Regions from separate parts of the Danio rerio genome. Here region 1 is linked to region 2. Evidence: chromatin contacts called from public HiCAR-type data. All regions are on one chromosome and are shown on one strand. Each heading gives the region's core, a stretch centred on a gene start, on an enhancer-like site or on the middle of the called end of the contact. The rest is flanking DNA. Distances are from core to core; before and after follow the strand shown.

Region 1 (4,386 bases), core at 866-3,365, 57 kb before region 2:
ACAAACCAACGTTATTCAATATCTTGCCTAATTACCCTAACCTGCCTAGTTAACCTAATTAACCCAGTTAAGCCTTTAAATGTCACTTTAAGCTGTATAGAAGTGTCTTGAAAAATATTTAGTCAAATATTATTTTTACTGTCATTATGGCAAAAGTAAAATAAATCAGTTATTAGAAATGAGTTATTAAAACTATTATGTTTAGAAATGTGCTGAAAAAAAAATCTCCCGTTAAACATAAATTGAGGGAAAAAATAAACAGAGAAGCTAATAATAATGACTTCAACTATATATAAATATATATATATATATATATATATATATATATATATATATTTTTTTTTTTTTTTTTTTTTTTTTTTTACATTAGTTACCTGTAACTATTTACTTCCATGAAAGGATAAACAAATACAATGTCAATGTAAGTCAATGGTTACAGGTTTCCAGCTTTCTTCAAAAGAACTTATTTTTTTGTTCAACAGAAAGAAAAAGAAAAAACACAAACCGGTTTGAAACAAGTAAAGGTTGTGTAAATGATGACAGTTTTCACTTTTTGGATGAACTATCCATCTAAAAAGGAAAAATATTTAAACAAGTTTGTTCATTTTAAAGGGGAGATGCTAATAGTCTAATCCTTTTGATTTATGTTTATATTAAGCTAATAATAGTTTTAATAGTTGTAAATAATAGTTGTGGTAAAACCCAACTGTTTACTCTAAAATAAAATTTAAAAAGTATTTATTTTAAGACTATTTTAAATAAATAGGGGGCTAATATTTCAGGGGGGCTAATAATTGTGATCTCAACTGTATATTATGTACATTTCTATTATGTAAAAGTAAGATTTTTAAACATTTTGTTTTTTGTTAAATACAACGGCAAACATTTTAATGACAATGTGCATTTTTATGGAACACACAAGAACACAAATCCGTGTACAGACACAGCTATGGCCTTTGCTTCATTGCCTGCCCCGTTATATACCTGATTTATTTTGGAAGTTGGACTGGAAAAATTTTTAACAAAAAATTTAAATCAGGGAAACAAAAGCAAAGCACACTTCAAAAACTCAATTAAACTACAGTATGTAGCTCATATAATCATTTTAATACTTTTAAAAAAAAGTCAATCGAGATGGAGCAACAATCTAGTTAACTGTTATTTAGATTAACTCAATAGGGCCTGTGCATGTAGCACATCAGACAGCTTTTTAACTTCTTTACTGGCTTAGTACTTCAAATTTAACAGGCTCCTTTAAACATCAATCAGCCATTATGTTTGATATACACTTAAAGTCAAAATTATTAGCCCCCCTAAATTTTACAACTTTTTCGAGATTGACCACCAGCACGGATTTATGAAAACAAATATAAATAAAATTATTGAAATATGGATCTGATGAAATAAAGATCACAATATAATGCTGTTTCAGTCGTTCTGGTTCAAATATGCCACGTTTTATTTAATGTGCCGCATTTTTTATTTTTATTTTTTTGGTGCAATTTGACAGTGAAAACTGTTTCTAAATGAATCCTAGACCGTTTTCTTAGTGTAGTCCAGTTTTATAATTATACTTACGCTGCTGTTTTCAGGGGAAGGATTGGAGCTGCAAATCTTGCTGTCAGCGTGTGGTCATCTTAGAGAGAAAACCTCAACTTTCTCTTCCTCAGAATTGCGCAGATTCTCATTCACTGTTAGTTTTGTTGAGAATGAATGTGCTTAAATACAATGAAAATGTAGAAATATCAAATATGTTTAAATATATAAATGCATAAATGTAGTGAAAAAAATACAGGGCGCAATTCCTTCATGTTGTCACAAATTTAAGTGGATTTTTTCAAATTTAGGTAGATTGAACTTAAAATGATTAAGTCGTCCCCCAAAAAAACTCATTTTATATAAGTAGTTGCAAAAATAACTTTTTGATTCTGTGTGTTTGTGTTTCTGCGTCTATGTGGGAAAGAGAAAAGAGGTGGAAATTGACACTTAGGGCCGCATGATGATCTTCCTACACACCTTGTTTATGATCTGAAATGTGCTCTGGGAATATGTGGATAGGTGTGTGTTGATGTTTATAGTGTAAGTGTGTGTGTGTGAATGTACAGTATATGTCTGTACTTGTGCCCACGGGTTGTGTAATGCTTTGGGCTGTTAAATCTTGGCAGAACAGCAGGTGTGTGTGTGTGTGTGTCTTCAGAAGCATATTTCACTGGTCGTCATTTGTAACAGACTCATACTTTGTCATGTAGATAAGGTGAGAAACCAGATCAAAACTCATTTCTGCAGTCCAGCCAGGTCTTTCATCCAGATCTGTGAGAGAAAACATGAGCTTTCCGCTTGGTTAAGATGTGTGTGTTTTTTTTTTGTTCGCTGTTCATTCAGCAATTTTAGTCTTCACAGTGAGAAATGTTGGTGACAGTCTGCAGGGCTGGTTGTGGTTTGGCCAAAAGAATCATGGCGTAAATCCAACTCAAATCTTCAACTTGCTGCAGTTTTTCAGATCCTTCAGTGTTTTGGATTCACATTGAAATGCACAGTGAAATGATTGGGATAATTTGCTTGACTTTTGTCTTTAAGACATTGAGATATTTTGAGAAATGTTTTAGTGTTTTTTTTTTTTTTTGGGTTTCACATAATTTTCGATGGCTTTTCGATGATTTCACCAAGTAGGACTTGTTCCTGGAGTAACATCTATGTTGATCCTGGAACAACAGTCCAAACAGCCAATCAGATCTAAGGGATACGTTTACCGTTTGTGTTAAGTTTAGGCTTACGGTTAGATTTATGCATATACTTCATTAATTGATCTTATATTATCGCAAAGGTCTGACAGTAGACATAAGAATTATTAGCCCCCCATTGAATTTCTTTTTTCTTTTTTAAATATTTCCCAAAATATGTTTAACAGAGCAAGGGAATTGTTACAGTATGTCTGCTAATATTTTTTCTTCTGCAGAAAGTATTTTTTGTTTTATTTTGGCTAGAATTAAAGCTGTTTTTAATTTTTTAAAAGCCATTTTAAGGTCAAAATTATTGGCCCCTTTAAGCTATATATTTTTTTCGATAGTCTACAGAACAAACCATCGCTATAGAATAACTTGCCTTATTACCCTAACCTGCCCTTAACCTAATTAACCTGTTTAGGTCTTTAAATGTCACTTTAAGCTGTATAGAAGTGTCTTGAAAAATATCGTCAAATATTATTTACAGTCATCATGGCAAAGATAAAATAAATCAGTTATTAGAAATGAGTTATTAAAACTATTATGTTTAGAAATGTGTTGAAAAGTTCTTCCCTCCGTTAAACTAAAATTGGGAGAAAAAAATAAATAGGGGGGCTAATAATTCAGGTTGCAAATAATTGTGATTGCAACTGTATATTATGTGCATTACTATTATGTAAAAGTAAGATTTTTGAACATTTTGTTTTTGTGATATAAATACAACGGCAAACATTTTGATGACAATGTGCATTTTTATGGAACACATAAGAACCCAAATCCGTGCACAGACACAGCTATGGCATTTGCTCCATTGCCTGCCCCGTTATATACCTGATTTATTTTGTAAATTGGACCGCGAATATGAAATGAAACTAACGTTATTCTTCAGGCATAGAAAAACTGAGGGGAAAAGGATATCATAAATCCTTATGATACAATGAAATCATAATTTAATAGCACATTTATCAAAAGTAGGCAATTACAGATTAATAAACATAGTCCACTTATATAAAATATTTAGTTTTTTCCTGCTTTTACAGACGTTTATTTATTTATTTTTTTATTTTTTAAAGGCATTTTACTGAAATGCAATAGTACTGAAGTGTCTTTCACTGATATATTTTGCACACCGGTAATACTTTTCCTGAGACATGTTTATAAAAGTTATGTCTTAATTTAATTAATCATAATAATGTAAGCTCTGGGCCCTGCATCCTAAATGTAAGGAACAGGGAAGGTGACTGAAGGGAATAATATTGTGTTTGGGTTTTAACATTAACCCAGTATTTGTTACTTTCTTTTTTCTTATATGTTATTTATATAATTTTTTTCATATTTACTTTATAGTATTTGCTTATTGATTTTATGATTTATGGATGTTCAATGTCGTTTCATTGGGTTTTTGATTTTGGAATTTATAAAAAAAAACTCCACTTTTTGCTATAGAATCTTCAATCTGTTTATTAAATTAATAGCATATGTTTTAAACACACCAGAAGGATGCAAAGCAGGAATTAATGGTAAATAAAAGCATGTAAGTAAAGTTTAATTCTTCATTTTTAAAGCTGCTGATTGACAAAAACAGTGCTGTTTTAAAGTATCCAAATCATTCTGTGAGTTATTTAGTAGAAGAAATCATACTTTTCTTTTCTGTTTTATTGAT
Region 2 (4,885 bases), core at 1,224-3,723:
CAATCATTTTGCTGTGAATGAGAGGACACAAAATACCTCAGATGCACTTCTACATGCAGCTGTCCTTAAAGCGCGCCACTGTGTTGATTTCAGTGGGTACGTTTACATGGTCATGAGTCATCCAATTATTTATCTTCTTCTGAATAAGGCAATATTATGATTGAGGTGTTTACCTGAGTTGATTTTAGAATATACCTGTCATGTTCCTGCTTTAGATGTTATAATACTAATGCTACGCTCAAGTCCCACTTAAGATGTTTGTACTTAAAGTTGGAAGTCTGAGACTTTAGCATCTTGATGTAATTCCGACTGAAATGTAATATTAAATAGAGGGTGAGGCTTTCATTTTGTGCATCATCACACCAGATGCGATTTGCGCAAATCAATTTTCATTCGTTCATTTTATTGTCGGCTTAGTCCCTTTATTATTCTGGGGTCGCCACAGCGGAATGAACCGCCAACTTATCCAGCAAGTTTTTACGCCTCGAATTCATTCATTCATTTTCTTGTCGGCTTAGTCTCTATTAATCCGGGGTCGCCACAGTAGAATGAACCGCCAACTTATCCAGCTAATTTCTTACGCAGAGAATGCCCTTCCAGCCACAACCCATCTCTGGGAAACATCCACACACACATTCACACACACACTCATACACTACGGACAGTTTAGCCTACCCAATTCACCTGTACCGCATGTCTTTGGACTGAGAGGGAAACCGGAGCACCCAGAGGAAACCCACGCGAACGCAGGGAGAACATGCAAACTCCACACAGAAACGCCAACTAAGCCGAGGCTCGATTCAGCAACCCAGCGACCTTCTTGCTGTGAGGTGACAGCACTACCTACTGCGCCACTGCTTTGCCCTAAAAATCGATTTTGTTATTCGCTAATAATTACACGCGTGAACATTTAAAGTTTACTTGCCAAATTTAGCGTGTCAAGTTCACTTCATTTGCACATGAAATTCACTTCACATATATACCGAGTTACAGTGTTCACCATATTCTCCGCCGACGAGCGGGCGCTGCCATTTGAATCTTTTTGTCTCGCCACTTCCGGTCACATTCACTTCCATTCATTTTTTGACGTTAAAAACTGCTCGTTACGCTGCTTGATGTTGCAATTTGATATTTTCTTCTTATATTATTCTACTTGGTCTGTGTAGTCATGCAAACATTTGTTTGTGGAGCAAGTAGTTTGACCATTTTCTGCCGTTTATTATTCCTAGTCATTTCTCCAATAGGCGACTGAATCGGAAGTTCTAAGACAATCGCGAAAACAGGCGCACTTCCGCATTTTAGAATAAGGTCAATATATATATATATTTATATATATATATATATATATATATATATATATATATATATATATATATATATATATATATATATATATATATATATATATATATACATACACACACACACACACACACACACACACACACACACATACATATATATATATTATTCAGGTAGGCCACTATTTATTTTCGCTGCTCACTGCGCACGTGATTAAACATAAGGAAGCTGATTGGCTGAAAATATTGCGCTTGATAACTACCGTCGTCCGCACACAATCCACACAGCCTTCGCTAGCGTTCATTCACATTCTCTCTCTTTCTCACACACACACAAACATGTAGGTATTTACTACGCACGAGTTAATTCTGGATCCATTAAAATAAATACCGGAACACAGAACACTAATTTTTGACATTTTCCAGAACAGCATCCGGCAAGACCCAGCTCAAATTTAGCACTGCTCATGCCACCTTAGTGCGAATCCTTATGCAAAATGGAGTGAACAGTCCTGCACAACAATAATAGGGTGATTAATGTGTCTCTACGGCACTTAAACAATGCAGCTAAAATAGAAATACTTAACTCAATTTTTGTTTACTTTTAGGATGCCTTCTGTTTACATGTTAGAACCTTAATCAGAGGATTGCCTTAATCATATTTATCTCAGAACACTGTAGTCCATGTAAACGTACCGCGTGTTAGCAGGACCACAGTCACATTCGTTTCTTTTCCCCAAGGCACTTAGAAACTGTTTCTTTCAGGCGTCCGGGTTGCAGAGAGTCCATCTTCATGAGGAAGAAACTACACACAGTTTGGCTTTAAGTTCCTTTCTATTTGGAAGATATATCGGCCTATGAATAACACAGTGGTCTAAAAAGAATGAAAAGCAGGTGTACTCCTGGCTGAACTCACGCTGGATGAAAAAACACAAAGATTCATTGTTAGATTTGTGTGAAAAAAAGACGCTTTTTCATGATGTTTTGCCTCTATAATTCAGCGTAAACATGTATTAAGCATTTCCAAAGATTTTCAATAATGTTTATATGTCATCTGATAATTCCCAGCAAGCAGGGTGTTTGTGATTTGAAAATATGCAAGGAGTTAAAGGAATCCAGATGATCGTCTGGCCTCAGGGAATCGCCAGGATTTTGGAAGTGCCACTTCTGCCCCCTATTGGAAGAGTTGCGACATTACAGCTTACAGTTTAAGGTTGGGCTTTCATGAAATGCTTGGTACACATTGCAAAACATCCATTTCTAAGCCTCAGGTTGACACAAATGCAAAAACCCTCATTTTCTTTCTTTTTTTTTGGTTCTGTTGTCTGTCTGTCATAAGGAAGAAACTGTAAATGTTGATAATTATCCACCTTTTTCCTGCACCCCATGATGCTTGAGTGAATTATGGGAGTAACTTCCATTAAATTATAAACATTGGGTGAAAATTTAAAAATGGATTAAATTAGGTATATTAAAACCGAAAATATATGAATATTAAAAATAAAAATTCTTAGAATTAAAAAATTACTTTCTGCAGAGCATAAATAACCTCCAAAACTCTTAACAAATCTTTCTGCAGCAATCTTACAGACATATGTTAAATATTACTGTACTATGGAGAAAACAAAGACAAAATAAAGCAGAGGAGCAACACAGGAATCTCAAATGAGCTTATACACCCACCGGCCACTTTATTAGGTACACGTTACTAGTACCGAGTTGGGCCCCCTTTTGCCTTCAAAACTGCCTTAATCCTTCATTACAGATTCAACAAGGTACTGGAAATGTTCCTCAGAGATTTTAATTTTTCAGAGGCTATATAGCATCATACAGTTGTTGGTCTGATTTGTCTGACAGATTTGTCACTGCACATCCATGATGCGAATCTCTCAATCAACCACGTCTCAAAGGTGCTCTATTGGATTGAGATCTGGTGACTGTGGAGGCCATTTTAATACAGTGAACTCATTATCATGTTCAAAAAACCTGTCTGAGACGATTCTCGCTTTATGACATGGTGCGTTATCCTGCTAGGAGTAGCCATCAGAAGATGAGTACACTGTGTTCATAAAGGAATGGACATGGTCAGCAGCAATACTCAGGTAGACTGTGGCGTTGACACAATGCTCATATGGTACTAATGAGCCCAAAGTGTGCCAAGAAAATATCCCCCACACCATTACACCACCACCACCCGCCTGAACCGCTGATACAAGGCAGGATGGATCAATGGTTTCATGATGTTGATGCCAAATTCTGACCCTACCATCCAAATGTTGCAGCAGAAATCGAGACTCATCAGACCAGGCAAGTTTCTCCAGTCTTCTATTGTTCAATTTTGGTGAGCCTGTGCGGATTGTACCATAGGTTTCCTGTTCTTAGCTGGCTGGAGTGGCACCCGGTCTTCTGCTGCTGTAGCCCATATGCCTCAAGGTTGGCGTGTTGTGCGTTCAGAGATGCTCTTCTGCATACCTCGGTTGTTGCCTTTCTATCAGCTCACAGGATAATATCATCTCTTTTGGACCATGCTCTGTAAACCGTAGAGATGGTTGTGCATGGAAATCCAAGTAGATCAGCAGTTTCTGAAATACTCGTTCAAAGATGTGAACGTTCACCTAAATCCCCTTTCTTCCCCATTCTGATGCTCAGTTTAAACTCTAGCTAATGTCTACGTGCCTAAAGCTGCTACCATGTGATTGGCTGATTAGAAACTTGCAATAAAAACAGTTGAATGGGTATACCAAATAAAGTGGCCGGTGAGTGTACATAAATATGCCTGTGACAATATTACAATATAAAATAAGTAAAATTAATTACAGTATATGACAATAAACACATATGTTACACTGACACAAGCAAGCACACCCTTATTATCCTCCATCATGGCACAAAGCCAAATACACAGTATGCCTCACTGACTTTACAGTGACTTTAGTTCTTTTTGAATGGAAGTTCCCCAAACCGGAAGTGCAATCCATCATTTGAAATGCAGTATTTATGAAATCATGGGGAAAAGGTGGATAGATTTCCTACCATTTGTGTTGACACATCAAACCTCAATTGCAGATTGAGCCAATCTGAAGCAGTGTTTTCACGATGATGATGATGATAATGATGATGACGATGATGATGATGATGATGGTGAATTCTGAATTATTATTGCAATTGGGGGAGGTGTGTGCATTGTAGAGCTTCATCATTCATGGAAAGTGCAGAAGATCTATTGATTTAAATGACACATTCTGCTAAAGGTTTGCTAAGAGTCTGACAGCAAAAGAGTCTAAAAGAGTTTCTGATTGTGAAAGAGAAACTGGAATTGGCCATGTTTTAATCTGACTGTACAGCTTTCCTTATGAATATACATTTAAGACATTTTGAAATACCTTTTCAAGTAAAAAACAATCTAAGATATAACTGAAGACATCACAGTATGCCAACATGTTCTTTCACTGTAAATGCCTTGAAAGGTATTATTTTTAAAAAATAATCTTCAAAAAAATACCCATTAGAAGAAACAAATACAATTTTTGATTGCACTTTTTGAAAGAAAAAAAAAAGGTATCCACCACAAATAACTAAAGATG

The links. HiCAR-type assays count read pairs that join an accessible place to other places.
Region 1: a HiCAR-type map of caudal fin shows a contact between it and region 2, with 4 times the contacts expected there. The contact joins two enhancer-like sites. A contact is called at or near these places in 1 of 18 Hi-C or Micro-C datasets (caudal fin) and 1 of 4 datasets of contacts at active chromatin or transcription factors (caudal fin).

What each region holds. Positions count from the first base shown.
Region 1 is chr5:70,456,525-70,460,910 of GRCz12tu, reverse strand. It overlaps a transcript of rxrab not described here. Among named protein-coding and RNA genes, the nearest start is that of rxrab, 19 kb to the right of the region's middle. Within about 2 kb of position 2,115, at least 2 of the 62 cell types and tissues checked have an H3K27ac peak or open chromatin away from gene starts, as enhancers often do. A contact at or near this core is called in caudal fin, where this site is marked.
Region 2 is chr5:70,399,344-70,404,228 of GRCz12tu, reverse strand. It overlaps a transcript of rxrab not described here. Among named protein-coding and RNA genes, the nearest start is that of brd3b, 20 kb to the right of the region's middle. Within about 2 kb of position 2,473, at least 3 of the 62 cell types and tissues checked have an H3K27ac peak or open chromatin away from gene starts, as enhancers often do. A contact at or near this core is called in caudal fin, where this site is marked.